Regions from separate parts of the Macaca mulatta genome. Here region 2 is linked to region 1. A link is a contact called in public Hi-C data. All regions are on one chromosome and are shown on one strand. Each heading gives the region's core, a stretch centred on a gene start, on an enhancer-like site or on the middle of the called end of the contact. The rest is flanking DNA. Distances are from core to core; before and after follow the strand shown.

The links. A called contact is a pair of places that touch in the nucleus more often than the background predicts.
Region 2: a contact with region 1 is called in a Hi-C map of cortical neurons, with 7 times the contacts expected there. The contact joins two enhancer-like sites. A contact is called at or near these places in 4 of 14 Hi-C or Micro-C datasets (cortical neurons, fibroblasts, liver and 1 more).

What each region holds. Positions count from the first base shown.
Region 1 is chr10:73,930,877-73,933,749 of T2T-MMU8v2.0, forward strand. No RefSeq gene overlaps it. Among named protein-coding and RNA genes, the nearest start is that of ANKEF1, 59 kb to the right of the region's middle. Within about 2 kb of position 1,360, at least 4 of the 40 cell types and tissues checked have an H3K27ac peak or open chromatin away from gene starts, as enhancers often do.
Region 2 is chr10:74,044,596-74,047,468 of T2T-MMU8v2.0, forward strand. No RefSeq gene overlaps it. Among named protein-coding and RNA genes, the nearest start is that of ANKEF1, 55 kb to the left of the region's middle. Within about 2 kb of position 1,361, at least 3 of the 40 cell types and tissues checked have an H3K27ac peak or open chromatin away from gene starts, as enhancers often do.

The DNA of each region.
Region 1 (2,873 bases), core at 110-2,609:
CAGAGTGGAAGGCTGAAATTACATGGAATTTCTGTGCTCTGAGAGCAGCCTCAGTAAATGACTGATATGGATTGTATTAGTCTGTTCGTGCATTGCGAAATACCTGAGACTGGGTAATTTGTAAAGAAAAGAGGCTTAATTGATTCACAGTTCTGCAGGCTATACAGGAAACATAGTGGCTTCTGCTTCTGGGGACGCCTCTGGAAGTTTCCAATCATGGCAGAAGAGGTAGAGAGTATAAGATGTCTCACATGGCAAGAACAGGAGCAAGAGAATGTTGGGGTAAGGGAGGTGCTATACACTTTTAAACAACCAGATCTTATTAGAACTCACTCATTATCATGGGAGAAGTACCAAGGGGATGATGCTAAACCATTCATGAGGAATCCACCATCACAATCCAATCACAATCCACCAGGCTCCACCTCCAACATTGGGGATTGCAATTCAACATGAGTTTTGGGCAGGGGCCCAGATCCAAACCATATAATGGATTGATGTATAAACATTCTGGCGTCCTCCTTTAGGTAAGATAATGATGAGGTCTGTGTCTTGCACCAACTTCCAGAGTTCTCCAGTGGAATTATACTCCAACTGCCCAGAGTGCTAGCCGATTTGGCTTTGCACCCGTTAGTGGCTGCTGCTTCTCTGTGTTTCAATTTTTCTCTCCCCTACCAGTATTTCCTTTCCTTTCCAAGTAAACCATTTGCTTTGGAATCTTGGTCTCAGACTTTCCTAAACTAAGAAAATCTCTCTGTCGTAGATTGCAGAAATGGCCACGAACCTTTGGCCTCTCTACATCCTTATACTGTAAAGTTACAGTTCCTTTCATTAAGAAGTGGGCACACCTTGGGTCTTGCTTTGGCCTGTAGAGTATGGAGGAAGTGATGATATGCCAGATCCAAGTCTAGGCTTCAAGGGATCTTATACATTTCTCCTTTTTCTCAGAGACTTGTGAGCAAGAATACATGGTTGTCATTTAAAGCAACTAAGTTTTAGGTGATTTGTCATGCAACATGACTGATACAACTCCCACCCCAAGTACATTTTTGATCCTCTCTTGTGTGTTTATTCCCTTGAATGAGAGTATTGTTTTCCCTAAAGAAAAGCATCTTTTCAGGCACAGAAAGGTTGAAGGACCTTCTCAGATTTGCTCAGGAGAATCTGGGTGCCAGTTGTTGGCAGTATCCTGGCGTATTCCTTAGCCCCAGGGCCTCTATGCTGACTCACCTTGTCTGGGTTTGCTTGCTAGCTGCTGCATTTTCTCTCTGCTACAGTGGCCAGCACAGCTGCTGTTTTTTTCCAAAGCCCTCTTTCACAGAGCTGTTAGGTAGGAGGCCACTGCGTCTCCACGATTGTGCGGATGACATATGTGTCTGACAGGGATTCTAGCACCTCGATGCTGGCCTGGGATGGAGAGCTCACCAAAAATACTGCAGTTGCTGAATGCCAGGGAATTTATTGAGCTTTGGAGCCAGCAGAATGCAGAGTAAACAGCATAGAAATGGAGTGAGTCAGGATGCTTAATCCTGACTTTACCTCTTGGCTAATTGTATGGCCTTGAGTAGGACCCCTGATCCGCATTTCTTTCATTGGAGACAAGGTAGCCTCTGAAGTCCCTTTCAGCTCTAAAATGCTAGAATTCAAGGACTGAATCGGGCTTTATAAAAATGAAACACCAGAAAGCATGGAGTTAGTTGTCTATTTAGAGGAAGTTCTGATCGGCTAGAACACTGGTTCTCAAAGAGGTGTCCCTAAACCTTCAGCATCGCATCATCACCTAAGAAATTGTTAGATCATAGCTCACTGCAGCCTCGAACTTCTCAGCTGAAGGGATCTTCCTCCCATGTAGATGGGACAACAGGCTCACACCACAATGCCTGGCTAACTTTTAAAAAGTTTTTGTAGAGATGGGGATCTCACTATATTGCCCAGGCTGGTCTCAAACTCCTGGCCTCAAGTGATATTCCTGCCTTGGCTTCCCAAAGCACTGGGATTACAGGCATGAGCCACCATGCTGGGCTCAGAACTTGTTAGAAATGCACATTTTCAGGCTCCACTCCAGACTCTCTGAAGCGCTCTCTCAGCAGGTACTCATGTTCACATGAGAAAGAGGTAACCAGCTCTGTTAGCAAAGGTAGATAATTAATTAACCAATTTATTCATAGATAACCTGTTTCTATGTGCAATAAACTGTTCTATTCTTGGGGTGAAAGCAAAGGTGAAGGTGCAGGGCTATTATAAGAGAGTCTTAGAGTAGGGCCCAACAATTTGTGTATTAACAAGCTCTCCAGGTGATTTGAATACAGGTTCAAGTTTGAGACTTACTGATCTAAAGCTGTGTTATTCCAAGTGTGGCTCACAGCATCAGCATCATCTGGGAACTGCTTGAAGAAGTAAAAGCTTAGCACTACCTCTTTAGAACCCCTGTGCCAGAATCTCCATTTAATAAGATTCCCAGGTGATTTGAGTGCACATAACAGCTGAGAAATCCTGGGTATAGCCTCCGTTCTTGGAGATTGTAATCCAATAGAAAGGGATTGGGGGGAGTGGCAGCAGGAGAGCAGCAATTTACATTTCTAAAAAGCTCCCAAATATGGCTGATGTTGCAGGTTCAGGGACCACTTTGAGTAACAAGGCTCTAGATTTCAGCCCAGGCTTAGAACCTTGAATATGGAAGGGTTTCAACCCTGAAGTTGGTTTCAGCTACACTGTACAGATGTGCAGGTTGTCCACTGCCAAATTCCAGAAGGCACCATTTGCATAGACTGAGTCAAGAACCTGAACCCCAAGGCTAAGAAGCAGGGGCTAGCTAAAGAGCGGGTTTTAGAGAGTGTCAGAATTGGGTTTGGATCCTAATCCTGCCACTTACT
Region 2 (2,873 bases), core at 111-2,610, 110 kb after region 1:
AGTACCATGCCCAGCTGAGGCATCATTTTTGTTGCTCCTTATTTCTCACTTTACTGTACAATGCAACTTCTTTTTCTTTGTTTGCAACTCTTCGAGGGGTAGCAATAATTGAAGATACTTAATGAATTAGTTTGAAGAGGCTGGTATCTTCTTGTATGTCCACTGGAATCAGAAACAATTTATCTCCACAAATCAGTCTGAAAATTCATGTCAAATATGGTAAAATATTCTTAATTTGGTTGATAATTTGTGTCAAATTTTAATCCCAAGGTGACTTCCTCTTCACAACTGGACATCTTTCCAAACCATGAAGACTGATTTGACTAAACTAACACTAGGATGATAAATACCATCACAGATAAAAAAAGAAACAAATCCATTCTCCATGCCTAAAGCAGTACTTTATTTTTTATTTATTTATTTATTTTTTTGAGATGGAGTCTAGCTCTGTTGCCCAGGCTGGAGTGCAGTGGCCGGATCTCAGCTCACTGCAAGCCCCGCCTCCCGGGTTCACGCCATTCTCCTGCCTCAGCCTCCCGAGTAGCTGGGAGTACAGGCGCCCGCCACCTCGCCCGGCTAATTTTTTTTTGTATTTTAGTAGAGACGGGGTTTCACCGTGTTAGCCAGGATGGTCTCGATCTCCTGAACTCGTGATCCGCCCGTCTCGGCCTCCCAAAGTGCTGGGATTACAGGCTTGAGCCACCGCGCCCGGCTAAAGCAGTACTTTAAAGAGACTTTGCTATTTATTAACTATTCATATTGCTGCTTTTTCCTGTACCATAGCTAATGCTTCTTTTGAAAACTATTTTTAATTTTATGGAAGTTTATTGCAAATTATCTTTTTATTTTATAAACTGTATTAGTCCATTTTCATGCTGCTATGAAGAAATACCTGAGACTGGGTAATTATATAAAGAAAAGAGGTTTAATTGACTCACAGTTCCACATGAATGGGGAGGCCTCAGAAAACTTACAATCATGGTGGAAGGGGAAGCAAACATGTTCTTCCTCACATGGTGGCAGGAGAGAGAAGTGCAGAGTGACAGGGAGAAAAGCCCCTTATAAAACCATCAGATCTTGTGAGAACTTGCTCATTATCACCAGAACAGCATGAGGGGACTGCCTCCATAATCTCCCTCCCACAAGGTCCCTCCCCCAACATGTGGGGATTACAATTAGGATTACAGTTCAAGATGAGATTTGAGTGGGGACACAGAGCCAGATCATGTAACAAACTTCAAGAACTATTTCCAAATAGTTCTCTTCCCCCCACCCCCAAAAGATAACTGTGGAATAATTCTACCAAATGTTATGGAAATCAAATGTATTCTGAGGAGCTTCTGAATATCCTCTATTTGCAAAGACTCCTATTCCAGTGGGTGTATTTATCTCCTCTGCATGTGGATGTCTTTTAGGATCAGCTGAGCAATATGAGAGATCTATTGAATCCTTGCAACCTTCATATAAAAACGACATGTTGGCCATAGCTTTGGCCTAGAACACAAAAATTGAGCACTTCAGTTCAACAAGACAGTGATAAGTGGTGGAGCTCAGACAAGAGAGACAAAGAAATGACACTGCCACCTTTTGGAGAATTCAGAAGTTAGGGAAATGTGTTTGTCTTGTGCTCTTTCTGGCAAATATTTTCCCCCTATGCGGCATCGTGTCTTTTGCTGGGCATTACACATAGCAATAGCACCACCTATTGCCTATTCTGTTGATTTGCTGTCAGGAGGATTTTCCTAACGACTCATATACAGATACAGAGGATGCAGCTTACAGTTTGGCATTTATCACCCTACCGTTGTTATCTTAATGAGCATCTTTGTTGTACAGCAGTTTTATGGTTAGCTCACCACTCTTAAAAAGACATTTTAAAATAAACCATTTCTTAGCTCCTAAACTCTCTCTTCTTCAAAATAACAAATTGTGTCAGTAGAGGGTGACTAAGTGATTCATCTCAGGAGGTATCTAAAGTTAACTTTAATAACACAAGCTAACTAACTAACCTAATTCTGTTTTATTTCCTTAACCTCAAGTACTGTTTCTGCTTTCAGGAATAGACATGCTAGAGTTATGAGTTGATGTTAGCTTCTTTTTTTTAAATGCAACTACTCTTTTTTTAAGTACAACTACAAGTTGTACTTGGTATTTGTATGCAGTGGAATCTTGGGAGAGTTTTATGAATATGTTATTTATTTAAAGATCCTTATTGGAGAAGGCATGGAAATTCTGTTTTATTCCTACTTTTGCTGAATTGTGAAACTGACTGGATGAAATATGAGTCAAGATGGTTTTGAAGTTGTGTGTAATGATCTTCAGATCCAGAATGACTTCTAAAGAAATAATTAAAGTGAGCATGAATAGTCTTACCTACAGCTTCGTGATGTTGGGCTATATTAAGGCAATGATGCACACACAGTAAGGGATGTGAAATGTTTGAAAAACCAGGGAAGGGAAGATGGAATTAGTACAGAGATTATCGAATCACAGCACATGAAGTGCAGGCTCAAAGCAGAGCCTAGGACAGGGATCCCTGTGTCTGTGTGATGTACTGAGAAATCACTCTTCAGGGTAAACCCCCAAGGGGATTAAAAGAGATGAGGAAGGATTGCAAGGATGTGGTCTCAGGCAAGGTCTAACCTCAGGCAGATCCCAACCTGAGGCAGATCCCATGGGGGGAGCTCTAAAACATAAGCCCCACCACAGATTTATGTCCCCATATCACTCAGTCATTGCTGTTTGTCCATGGTTATGTAGAGGGAAGACAAAACTTTCCTGGCAAGACACCCCTTTTGCGCTGAAAGTAGTCCTCTGGGGAAAGAGTGCCTGGAAGCCATTTGGCATCTAACCTTCACAGCAACTGGGTGATG